Linked DNA regions of Rattus norvegicus: region 2 is linked to region 1. A link is a contact called in public Hi-C data. All regions are on one chromosome and are shown on one strand. The core of a region is the stretch at or near the end of the contact, and the rest is flanking DNA. Distances in the headings are between cores, read along the strand shown.

The links. A called contact is a pair of places that touch in the nucleus more often than the background predicts.
Region 2: a contact with region 1 is called in a Hi-C map of the A7r5 cell line, with 2.8 times the contacts expected there. The contact joins two enhancer-like sites. A contact is called at or near these places in 6 of 12 Hi-C or Micro-C datasets (the A7r5 cell line, frontal cortex, kidney and 3 more).

The regions. Positions count from the first base shown.
Region 1 is chr3:77,174,074-77,180,569 of GRCr8, reverse strand. No RefSeq gene overlaps it. Among named protein-coding and RNA genes, the nearest start is that of Rapgef4, 40 kb to the left of the region's middle. Within about 2 kb of position 3,354, at least 18 of the 93 cell types and tissues checked have an H3K27ac peak or open chromatin away from gene starts, as enhancers often do. A contact at or near this core is called in the A7r5 cell line, where this site is marked.
Region 2 is chr3:77,278,921-77,285,416 of GRCr8, reverse strand. Rapgef4 (Rap guanine nucleotide exchange factor 4) reads right to left here. Exons shown (of 31, transcript NM_001100642.1): 3 at 3,982-4,070. Among named protein-coding and RNA genes, the nearest start is that of Rapgef4, 65 kb to the right of the region's middle. Within about 2 kb of position 3,551, at least 12 of the 93 cell types and tissues checked have an H3K27ac peak or open chromatin away from gene starts, as enhancers often do. A contact at or near this core is called in the A7r5 cell line, where this site is marked.

The sequences.
Region 1 (6,496 bases), core at 2,105-4,604:
GAGTTGTGTTCATGGAAAGCACAACACGTGGATGGATGTCAACACCGCAGAGCTTATCACGGTCACTGAGTACTTTCCTTGCCGGTCAGACCCCTCCAGCAGATTGTAAAAAGAAATGAATCCAAAGGCCCACACAGATGATCTATTACAATGCATTTTGCTAAGAGTTTATATTTTATTGTATAGATTTATTCATTCTTGAAAATATAAAATTAAAAGATACTAAATACCATTTGGGGAGCTAGATAATGAATTAATTGCCTATTGCTGTGCAATAAACTACCACAGTTATTGCCGTAAAACAGCACAATTTGTTCAATCCCCCCCGACCCCCCCGACCCCCCCCCCCGTTTCCTTGGGTCCCTTTAGACACAGCTGGATTCTCCATGGCAGGTACCAGGCAGGCTGTGCTCGCTGCTGGAGGCACAGATGAGGAAGGAGCCTCTTTGAAGATTATTTCTGCTTGATGCTGTAGGATTTAGGGTCCTAGATTCTGGCTGGCTGAAAGCTGGCCTTGGTGCCTAGCTCTGGCAGTAGGGTACCACTTGTGTTTCCCAAGAAGCCTACCTACATCACTGAGACAGCCAAGAGGACCTCTGTAGCATTCAGCAAGATGGGGTCATAGATGATGTAGTTTCTTTCTCTCCTCCTCCTCCTCCTCTTCCTCCTCTTCCTCCTCTTCTTCCTCCTCCTCCTCTTCTTCCTCCTCCTCCTTTGCCTTCTTCTTCTTCCAAATTAGATACAGTGGCTAACTTAACTGGCACTACCAAGACTGTTCCCAAAAAGGAGGGAAAGCTTTGTTAATACAATCTGAATGATAGAGACATCACTATCCTGGCAAAACACTCCAGTCCCTAAACAACCAGACTTCCAAAGTCTATGGCCTGATGAAGGAGATGGTGCCATTTCTTACCATAAGACATATGTTCATTGAGTCACTTCACAATTTAAGCAGTGCAGTGTGAGCTAAGGGAAGTCTACTCACTAAAAGCAGATGCACGTCAGAGCCTGAAGGCATCCCCAGGTGCTTCTTGTGTGTGTAAATGGGGCCAGCCCTCAATTTAAACTGAAAGGATTGCTTACAAATTAAGAGAGTAGCCATCATCTGGTTCCTTCTGACTAGATAGCTGTGGCTGATCACCAGATTCCATTAGTTAGTTAGTTAGTTAGTTAGTTAGTTAGTTAGTGAGTTAGTGAGTTAGTGAGTTAGTTGTTAGTTAGTTGTTATAGCTAGCTAGGTTGGTTGGTTGGTTGGTTGATTGGTTGGTTTTGGTCAGAGTCAAGTTGTCAATAAGTATACACTGGTTCCAGAAAAGGGGATTCCTATAAAGTAGAAAAAGAACAATCTAATTCATGTATCCAGGAAATTTGAACTGGGCAAACACTGTGTCAAACCCTGAGTGTGGGATATTCTGGCATTCAATGATGACCAAAACAGTGTCCTCCCATGATTGAGAAGCATCATGAGCAATTACTGACATGTGTCTGCCGTTGTGATAAAGATGACAACAGAGATATCTATGAGATGCAGGCAGCTGGAACTTGCCGCATCAGGGTCTGGAAATTCCACATCATGATTCCGGGAAGCATAGCAGCCCCCCAGACCTTAGCACCACTGACACCATGACGGAAGCTCCATTCAGACCTTGGAACCCAGCATGTAGGCACGCACCCTGGTCCCCCACAACAGGATCAATGACCCACTCCATCAGTGTCTATAGTTCTGGGAGAGTCCCTAAATGTACTAACCTTGCCCTTTTGACTTCTATATAGCTCTGTTTCTGTCTAACAGTTCTTGCTAACTGAGGTGTATTAACCCGGGATGTGGTTTTGTGTTTCAAAGCTTAACTTCAGAAAGGCTTGGGCCTGCACTCTGGTCCTGAGCACCCAGTGTAGTCACCAGTGAGCTAATAAAGGCCTTCTATTGACTCGAACCCTTGTCTGAGTAGTCCTCTCTGGTGACACCTCACAACAGAAAAATAGGCCACCTTCAGAGATCTCAAGCCTTGACAAACAGCTTCAAATCAAGAGCCTCCTTTCTGCTATTTACTTATTGAGTGCCTTTCCTATGTTTGTGGCAGAAACAGCTCTTAAGGAAGATGATGGAAAATAGGTGCACTGGTTCCAAACATGGATCTGTGGTTTTGCCTCTTTTCCTTCCCATTCTCCATTGTTTTCTTCCTCTCCCAGTATCCCCTCCCTCCCCATAATGACTACAGCAGAGAGAACAAATATGTTGGGAAACAAGAAGCTGCGATTTCACAACCTGTTGATCCTATTCCCACAGCAAATGCCTGAGCAGCTCCTGGCTGAACCATGCCCTTCCATAAATAGAGTGCATTAGGCCACAAGAATGCTTTCCAAAAGAAAATACTTCCAGCTCATTTCCCCCAACACTCTCCCTTGGGCAAAAGATAGGGAAGAAGTCTTTGAATATGCTCATTTGGGGAAGTCAAAGACCAAAGCACCCCAACTCAGTAGAAACGACCAACCAAGGTATCAACCAGCTTCATCCATGCAGCCATACAACATAGGCTGCCCCTCCTGAAAGTGTGACTGCCATCAGTTTGGGTACCCTCAAGCTAACGGGCTCTCTGCATGAATACCAACATTTTTTGCATTCTAAACTCCACAGTTATATTTTGTAGCGAGGTCCCCTGCCCAGTGTCTCTTGCAGGAATTTCCTCTGAAAAATCCGACTTAGATAAAGTGACAAGCCATTATATATTTGTTTGAATCTCAACCTGGTTACTAGAAGGTTCTTTTGCCTTTGACAACGCTGCTGAATATTTCTCACTTTTGTTCATGAGCAAATAGCTGAAAAGCACCTACTTTGTGCCAAGGATGTATTTCAGCCAGAGATGAGCCTAGTATGTACTCTCTAATAGTGTTAGGGAATTACTGCAGGCACCGCCTCTGCCCAGGGACCCTCTGCACTCCATCAGAGGAAGTAACAGAGGAAATTTCCCTACCAGATGCTGCCTTTCATTCCTACAATTACAGCTTCTAACAAACAACAAACACTTATTGATTATAAAATGCCTAACAGTACTTTCCTTTTGTAGTAGACAAACTAAGGCAGGGAGAAAGGGAGAAGCAAGAATATCTTTGTACACGACGGAATAAACTTTCCAAACTTCCATTCATGTCTAACCAAGTCTTGTAAAAATGTGGCTCACTGTGGCGGCCAAAAACAACACTCTTCGCCATCTTAAAATCAAAGCCAACTGTGGTGACATCACCACAACCTTTTCATCACATGACCAGCAATTCCAGGTCCCCAGTCGTTGTGCAAACGGGCTTGACATTCAGACTGAGACTAAGCATTGAAACCAGAAGGTCCGCCATCCAGATAACGCTAGCGATTTGTGGCTAAAAATACAGTCACCAAACACAGAAAGGAGAGCTGTGTCTTAGCGGGAGATGGTGCTCTGATGTATGATACTAATTTTAAACTAAGTTTGAAAGGGCAGGGCATGAAATTGGAGCCTCGCTGATTCACAGACAAATAAGGAACCAGCCGTCTGGGAAGGGCGGGTGGGAGTTCGTCTTCCTCTCTGCGGACTCACTCAGCATTCCAAAAAATGCTTTTCTCTTTCAAGATCAAAGATGCTGTTTTTGTCTCGACTCCCAAGACTGTCTACAGAAACAACAATAGGAGCAAGATGTGGGCTTTCTGTTCTCCTGTCCACTCGCTCATTTGTGGAGTAAATATTACTGAGGTCCCATCTTCCTCCAAGTTTCCCTCCTAAAGTGTATTTAAGTTTTTGCTCCGTTACTTGATTTCAATTTCCCTGTAATTCTGGTGGTAGAATTTTCTTCTCAGACATGCTGGGGCTAGAGAGATGGCTCCGTGGTTAAGAGAATGGTTCTTCCAGAGGAGGGCTTTCCCAGCACCATGGCAACGCACTGTCTGTAACTCCAGTTCCAGAACGCCCTCTTCTGGTCTCCACAGGCACCACAGGCGTGCAGCTGGAGCTCAGACATACACGCATGCGAGCAAATACCCATTTGTACAAACATACATTAAAAAAAAATCAAAAACATGTTAACTACTTTCTCTCTATTCTATAGCATGTTTGACTGCAGGCATGAAAAAAAAAACAAGAAAAGAAAGACACATTTTGCCCTTTTTACTACTTCTCTATGCCCTGATTTATGATATTATCAACAAGTTCCACATCATGGATACCTTTACAGCAAATATAATCGTGTGGACAACAGCCTATGAAGAATGTCCATAATCATTATTAGTTTAAGGTGTTTTTAGAACAACCCTTCCCCTAAAAAATAAATGGGAATATTAGACTTCTCAGTGGAAGAAACTGAGGCCCTGAACATTAAAAACTTTAAAAAGAAAATTATTTTATAGGTATATTTCAATCTATTAAAACAATTTCATCTTAAAGTTTCTTTTGGATGGGTGGAGTGTTTCAAGACAGGGTTTCTTTGTTTAGCCCCAGCTGTCCTGGAACTAGCTCTGTAGACCAGGCTGGCCATGAACTCCCAGCGATCTCCCTGCCTCTGCCTCCTGAGTGCTGGGATTAAAGGCGTGGGCCACCACTGCCCGACTTTATGTTAGAACTTCATAATGAACAAAATTATGTAGCTACTCTTTACTAATATTAAGAAATTGCCCATTGTATTTATAATCATAACTTACATTATAATTCTACAAATATAGTATATAAAGGTAACAAAATCGAAGACTGTTAGTGGCTGGTGACAGGAAAACCAGATAGACGACCAGGAGGGAATGTGAAGACTCCTATGATTTTTGGAATACGTTTTACATTTTATACTTTGTTTATGTGAGTCCACTGTGGCTGTCTTCAGACACACACCAGAAGAGGGCATCGGATCGCAGGGCAGATGGGTTTCATTAAGATTAGTCAAATGCCACTGTGATTTGAGAAAGAGAGGCAGAAGGACTTGTGTGAGTTCAAGGCCAGCCTGATCTACGTAGGGAGTTTCAGAACAGCAAGAGGGCTACACAGTGAGACCATGTCAATAATAATAGTAATAATAATAATAATAACAATAATAATAATACAAGTTGCCTATAAGCTATATAACTATAAACGTGTAATATTCATTAACAAACTGTGATAATATATGATTGTGGAAGTGTTAATGTTTTTATTAGTTTGTTAACTTGGCACAAGCTAGAGTAATCTGAGAAAATACCTCCAACAGATTGGCCTGTAGGCAGCAGATCTGTGGGGCATTTTCTTGACTAATGGTTGATGTGGGAGGACCCAGTCCACTGTGGGCGTTGTCATCCCTAGGCAGATTGTCCTGAGTTAGACAAGAAAGCAAAATAAAATAATTTTTAAAAGAAAGAAATATAAGCCTCTGTCTTTACAAAGTCATTTTTAGGTCTCTGTCCAGAGTGTTATCGACAATCAATACTCTGATTTGCTGAGCCATTTTCTCACAATTTTTTTTTTTTACAATCCTCCTGTCTCAGCCTCCTAGGTGCTAAGGACATAGGCATCAGGTACCACACCCAGCTAGGAATAAGCAATGTCTAAATGCCCATTATAACAAATTTCCTATTCATGTTTGTATTCATAGTTCTTGTGAATAACTAGCCTGTTTTTCCAGGAGTCAGGCAAGATGGGATGTAACCATTGTGGGGTATGAGTGTGTCACGGCCCTGCCAGCTATAGAAGGGAGATGTACAAACCTGCTAAGAGAGAAGAAAGGAAAGCAGAAGAAAGGAAGGGCTCATTGGGGGAAGCTAGAAGGCAGGGAGCAGAAGAAACATTACAGTGGGTGAAGAGAGGAGGACTACAGGAGAGAAAAGTCAAGTCTAAATGGAAAGTAAGGTAGGTCTATACTCAGGGTAGGTCAGACTTTCTTGACTTTCTTGTTTCTTACATCACAAGGTAGATTTCCACATAACACGGGTATGCTTAATGGATACTTTCATGTAGAGAATTGAACTGTGGACTGAGGCTGCTGGGAAAGTCACATTTGTCTGGAAGATTCTGCATACTGATCCACTGACTACAAATCTGTGGTTGTGGGAGGATCCGGTACTGCAGATAGAAAACCAACGTGTCTTGGTTTTGTTTGCTTGCCTCAATAGCAATTTATTACCAACCTCTGTGTGGGGGCTTGAGTGAGAATGAACTCCACAGGCTCTTCTTACAGTCTAGTACTTGGTCCCTGTTAATGGAACTGTTTGGGAAGGATCGATTGTTGTGGTCTGTTGCTGTGTATTGCAATGCTAAATCCTAGAATGTCTAGGCCTAGGAGTGAATTCTTATGTTTGCAAGTTTTCATTGTGCAAATCTCACTCCTTCATCTAAACCTATTAGTTAACTAAAATTGGCTTCAGCCAACTACAGGAGGGATTAGAAGTAGGTGGGGTTTGGAGTTACCTGGTTGGGAGTGGAGAAAGAAAAGGAGAGAGGAAGACCAAGGGAGGAGGTAGGAGGGAAAGAGAAGAGGAAGCTGCCATGAGGGGAGATGGACCATGGGCCCATGG
Region 2 (6,496 bases), core at 2,302-4,801, 100 kb before region 1:
TTTTCTGCGTGAGGTTTATGATCAAAATTACAGATTAAAAACCTACAATTAAATTATATTAAGTTGAAGTGTCAAAGCCCAGAACCAATCAGCTCTCCCCAGCTCGAACCTCATGGTGCTATCCCATTGGCTCAGGGAATATTCCTGAAGTCCCTGACCACTCTTACTTTATCCCCAACAAAGTCTCCCACCATAGCAGGCAGCGACTGTGCTACCGTCACTGCTGCAGTTCCTGATCCTTGGGCATGGCTACGCTGTCTTCCCTCTTCTCTCTCCTTAACCCTCACTTTTTTCTTTCCTCCCATCTCCCAATTGGCTTCTCTCCTTTCTTACTCAGGGTCAATTCAAGAGCAAGAAGGCCCAGCAAATGACCCTGCTCAAGGTCCTCCCTGGGGCACGTCTGTGCAGAAGACTCTTAGGTGGAATGAGTACCAAGAAGCTCTAAGCAGAGACACCAGGAGTGCCCGTCAGAACAACAGAATGACAACAGTGTGCACATGCTTTCGTGCATGCTTTCGTGCATGCTTTTGTGCGTGCTTTAGTGAGTGTATGCACTTGTGTGTGTGCAGTGCTTGTGTGCATGCATGTATGCATGTGTGCATGTGTATAGAAGATAATATTTATCATCTTGTTTTCTTTTCCTTCTACTTATTTTGAAATAGTCTCCTGTAGCTCAAGCCGGCCCCAACTCTCCATGTGCCTCTGCATGACCATGAACTCCTCGTCCTCTTACCTCCACCTAGAATTTTGCACACCACTACAGTTCGTATGGTACTGGGAATCAAACCCAGGGGCTTCCTGCAAGCGAGGCACTCTCTACCCCTGAGCTACGTTCCTAGCCCTCTTGGTGGTTCAGTGAGACCACACAGCGCAGTGATTTAGGGCATGTGACTAGGCGCTGGACTGCCTGTGTGGGAATCCTAGCTCCCTTACTCTCTTAACCTAACACAGCCCTAAGCCTAAGCTATTTAACTCTTCAGGGCCGGGAACGGGGCATAGTTTCCTCGTCTGTAAAGAGAGACCAGGAATATGACCTAACCCATGGGTCATATGAGGGTTCAAAGAGTCAAAGCAAGACCTGTTGAGTGCCTAGAAGACTGTCTACTAGGGATGACTATGCAAAGGAGGGAGGCTGTTTTCAGACCCACTGGGAAACTGAGGCAGCTGGTAAAAAATCAGAGTCTTTTCTGACATCCAAGGTAAACCAGTCATGAGAGAGAAGAGGAGATGATTCACCACAACTGGGAAGCAGGAGCTGTAGGCCATGTCTGGTGAACTATCTGCACACTGCCACACAGGAAAAGTACCTGTGGGACAAAAGTGACTTGGTCACCAAAGTGGTCCGTTGACATCCACAGCACTGGGCCTAACACAGGAAACCAACTATGTTCCAAGTTCCGCTCCACCAACAATCTTTATAATGCCTCTAAAGTTTTAAGAGGGTGACTGTGGTTAAGGAGATAGCTCAGCAGTGAAGACCACTGACTGCTCTTTCAGAGGACCCAGGTTCAGTTCCCATCACCCACATGGTGGCTCATGACCACCCATAACTCCAATTCTAGGGGATCTAATACCTAATTCTAACCTCCTCCAGCACCAGGCATGCATGTGGTACACAGGCTTACACACAGGCAACACACACACACACACACACACACACACACACACACACACACACACACACACTAAAAAGTAATTGCCCATACATCCCTACAAAATGTAAATCTCAAATTTAGAATCACAAATATCTTTCCATTTGAAATTTGCTGCCAAAAAGAGTTCAGAGGGCTAGAGAGATGGCTCAGCAGTTAAGAGCACTGACTGCTCTTCCAGAGGTCCTGAGTTCAATTCCCAACAACCACATGGTGTCTCACAACTATCTGCAATGGGATCTGATGCCCTCTTCTGGTGCGTCTGAAGACAACAACAGTGTACTCACATATATTAAATAATACATACATTCATACATACATACATACATACATACATACATACTCAGAAACTGTCTTTTACGCATTTAGTGTTCACGTGTCCATGCATGCATGTGATGTGCTCTTTTGTGGAGGCCAGAGGCGCTCGCTGTTGGGAGTCTTCCTCAATTGCTCTCCACCTCATCCTTCAGTCTCTCACTGAATCTGGAACTCATCAACTCACTGGCCAGTGAGCTCTAGTGATTTGCTTGTCTCTTCTCGCTCTGAGAACCCTGACTACAGATTCTGCAGCTACAGCAGATGTAGTGGGTTGGCCTAGTGCTGCTTGTGTTCTAATGCTAATTTGGGGCCCCCAAGACTGGTTACCTCAAAGGCGAGAGAATCCACAAGTAAGACATGAGTGACCCTGCCCCCAGTTAATTGTGATTGATAAAGATTCCGACAGCCAATCGCTGGGCAGAAGAGACACAGGAGGGGTTGAGGTTTCTTGGGCTTAGGGAGAGAGGACCAGAAGGGGAAGAGGAAGAAGCCACCATGGAATAAAGGAGGGGTGTGCAGGATAGGAGAAAAGAGAAGCTGCCATGGGTCAGCTGAGCCATAAAAACGTGGCCCTGGGGGTCACTCAATTGGAGCCAAGGGCAGCCCGGATAGAACACAGTAAATAGTAATAACTTGGAGTTACTGATTGAAAAGTAGATTCTAGCAGCTATCATACAGCTTAAGGCATATTCAATCTACAAAGGCTGTGTGTGTGTGTGTGTCTTTCATCCAGGAACTGAACAACCAAAGGCGGGGTGAGACCCCAGGCCAGGATTTAATATTTTCTATTATGTATGGCCCCCAAATAGCCAGCTACCCTGCTACTGTGCTGCTTAAAGCTTATGAAAAACATGAAGACTGTGAGTGTGTTTTTCACCCGGGAACTCCATAACCAAAGGAAGGGTAGAAGCCCCGGGCGGGGATTTTAGTATATTCCACTACAAGCAGGCTGCTGTGTGGACGTTGGGGCTCTGAACTCTGGTCCTCGAGTTTAAGCATCAGGCACTGACTGAGCTGCCTCCCTAGCTGAGGCAGGAGGGGTTCTTTGTGTGTGCTTTATTGTTGTTTGTTTTGGTGTGTGTTTTGTTGAATTGGCTGTTTGGGGGCAGTGGTTTTGTTTTGATTTTTGCTTTGGGCTTTTCCAGACAAGATTCCTCTGTGTAGTCCTGTCTGTCCTAGAACTCACCCTGTAGAACAGGCTGGCCTCAAACTCAGAGATCCAGCCTGCCTCTCCCTCTGAAGTGCTAGGACTAAAGGTACATGCCACCACATCCAGCTGTGGAGAGAATAGGATTTGAGGGTGTCCCTGTCAGCCACGTTTCCCTGCACCTCTGGAGCTCCCAGGAGGCTTATAGGCACAACTTCTAATATGAGGAAAAGTCACCAAGCCATGTGGAGAAAGGCTCCCAGAGAGGAGTAAGAGACGCCCTTCCCAGCGCTCACACTCACCTGGTACAGCGCCGATGAAAACAGTCTATCATGCTGCATTGGAACTGTTTGCTCTTCCCAAGAGGCAGGCAGCTCCTGAGGGAGCCAGCGTGTTCCTGTACTGAATGTTCCAACCCTTCACATCGAGCTCACGTCACCCAAGACTCCCAGCGCATGTTTGTGACATGACTAAACAAAGGAATTCAATGGGCACTAACTGTGGGGAAGTAGATTTGAAAACGTGGTTGTCTTTTTTTTAATAACATGGTAGATGAGATCATGAATTTGAGAGGGAGCTGGGCGGGCACAAGGAGTTGGAGCAGGAGAGGGAGGGCTGGAAAATTGTGTGAATACAGTACACAGTACTCACATATGAAAGTCTCAAAAAATAAATGTTACTAAAAACAACAGTAAACAAATGTTTACTAAAAACAACAGTAATAAAACACTCTGGCCCTTTTTTTTGCATGTGATAAGGTGCTGGGTATTGAACCTGTGGCCTCACACATGCTAGGCAAGCACCTTACCCCTGAGCTACACACCCCACACATGTTTTTCTTTTTTTAATGACAGGGTAGATTACCTGGTGACTGCTGGTCTCAGACACTTTAACATCCAAAGACCCAGCTAGGACAGCATACCAGTTGGTTCCAATGTCCCCTTGTCGAAACACTGAAAGAGAGACAGTGAGGTAAGCACACCAGGCACAGGTTTGAGGGCGGTGACCTGATAGATCCTCACTGGCATCGCAAGCATGGCTTATTTTCACCCTTCCTTGATCTGTTCTGACAAGAATACAACATGGCTTTCCTCGAGGTCATCCAGTCACAAAGCTTATCCTATAAATCCAACATTCTAAGAAGCAGATACCCATCATCAGAGTGCTCCCAGACACCCATCTACAATAATTGATCACGCTGACTGCAGTAAGAGCTGTTGGTCAACATAGTAACTCCAGGGTTTAAACACAGCCCTGGGGAGACGGAAGCAGGTGGATCTCTGTGAGTCTGAGGCCAGTCTGGTTTACATAGATAGTTCTAGGAGAGCCAGAGCCACACAAAACTTTGACTGTCTTAATTCACTAATATCCTGTGTACCTCATTTAAATACACTTCATTGTGCTGGGATTCTTGGAAAACTATGGCTCTAAACAGGAGAAAGTCTTATTGGATTTGCCCAACTTCACAGGTCTACATCGAAAACCACCATGTGGTTCATCCACAGTGCAAGCGCTCAGGCTGAGGTGAGAGGACCATGAATCTGTGGCCAGCCCAAGAGACATAAGACTTTGTCAGGAAGTAAAAAGTTAGTAGATAAATGAATGGATGTTTCCTTTTCAACAAACCAAGGGATGGCTTCTTTTTTCTTTGTTTATAAAGATTATGAAGACCAAGCCATCAGTTTTCTTGTTTGTTTTTTGAATCCACTGCACTTAGGCACTTGGTCATAATCCGCACCAGATGTTTCTGAACCTGCATTGTCTCTGAGTTTGTAATCTCAGAAACCATTTAGATCTTCAGGACAAACACTAGCTTCTGTGTTATGCTAATAGTAGACTTTGATAAGTCATCTGTAGGGCTGGAGAGACGGCTCTGCAGCTAACACCTCCTGCTCTTCCAGAGGATGAGTACGATTCCCAGCTCCCTAGTTTGAGAACTACCAAAACTCCAGCTCCAGGACATGCAACACCCTCCTCTGACCTCAGTGCACACTGGCACTCGTGTAGCAGACATTCACACAGACACACACACGTAAGTACACACACACACACACACACACACACACAGAGAGAGAGAGAGAGAGAGAGAGAGAGAGAGAGAGAGAGAGGGGAATAAAAATAAAATAAATCTTTTATTTTAAAAAGAGAGAAAAAAATCAGTCTCTGAAACTCTTGCTCCAATATTTCATACAAACCAACTCTATGGTTGGCTAAGGAACCACATGGAATGGTTTGTTTTGTTTTGTTTTTTCTTTATTTAATGTTTATAATCAAAGATCAAGCAAATGGCTTGCTGAAAAATCAAAGTCCAGCTTAGAAGGTGAGCCAAGGCCTGGCAATACCTAGGACACAGCTTCTGGGGACCAGAGGCGAAGGTATGCTCTGAGCCCATGCGGGCCGTGTTGTGGAGAACAGGGACAGGGAGGGCATTCAGCCAGGACAGAGACGGAGTAAGAGGATGGTGACACAGTCACACTGGCCTTTCCAGTGACATCGGCTCTCAGCCTCTGCAACATGCTTAGAGCTGCAATGTGATCCAATTTCCATTACATGCTATGCAATATTTGCTTCAAAATGGCTTTAAGAAACAAAAGCATCCTCCCAAAATGAATTTTCTGACATCAGTAGCTGGTTTGAAACACATAGAGAATGTTTAAAGATTTATTTTATTATTTATTTGTGTGTTTCTCTCTCTCTCTCTCTCTCTCTCTCTCTCTCTCTCTCTCTTTCTCTCTCTGTCTGTGTGTGTGTGTGTGTGTGTGTGAATGGATGACTGTGTGTGCACATGCATGCACACACATGTCTGCAGAGGTCAGGAGAGAATCTCAGAGCCTCAGTAGCTGGAATTAGATGATTGTGTGAGTTGCCCCAAATGGATCCTGGGAAACTTAACCTTCCAAAAAGCCACTTAACCTTCCACTGAGCCATCTCTCCTGTCCCTGTTTAGAGAAACTTTTAAAACCAGAAACGTGACCATTTGTGTGTGTGGACCTGGGAAAACATTTCAACAGATACATACTAAATATTATTAGTCATCTCTAGGCCTGGGCATGACAGGTGACTTTCCTACCTGTGTACTTTCCACCTACATGACAGGTGGTTAATTTCCTACCTTTTCTATAATGATCCCACCCAGAGCACACACACATGAGCTTGTACTCAACCAAGCCAGATTTTATGCAAGTTCACACCCTTATCCACAGGCCTGGTCCAAAAGTTCCAGCCCTCGCCTCGCTGGCATGGCGAAAGTTGCTTTAGTCAATCCAGGGCACTTCATCAGCCTTGCCAGGGATTGATTGGTCTAGACTTTAGCCATGGGGTACAACTCTGGCCAGTGACTCAGCGCAGGAAGTCTGTTGGGGAACTGAGAGGGAACAGT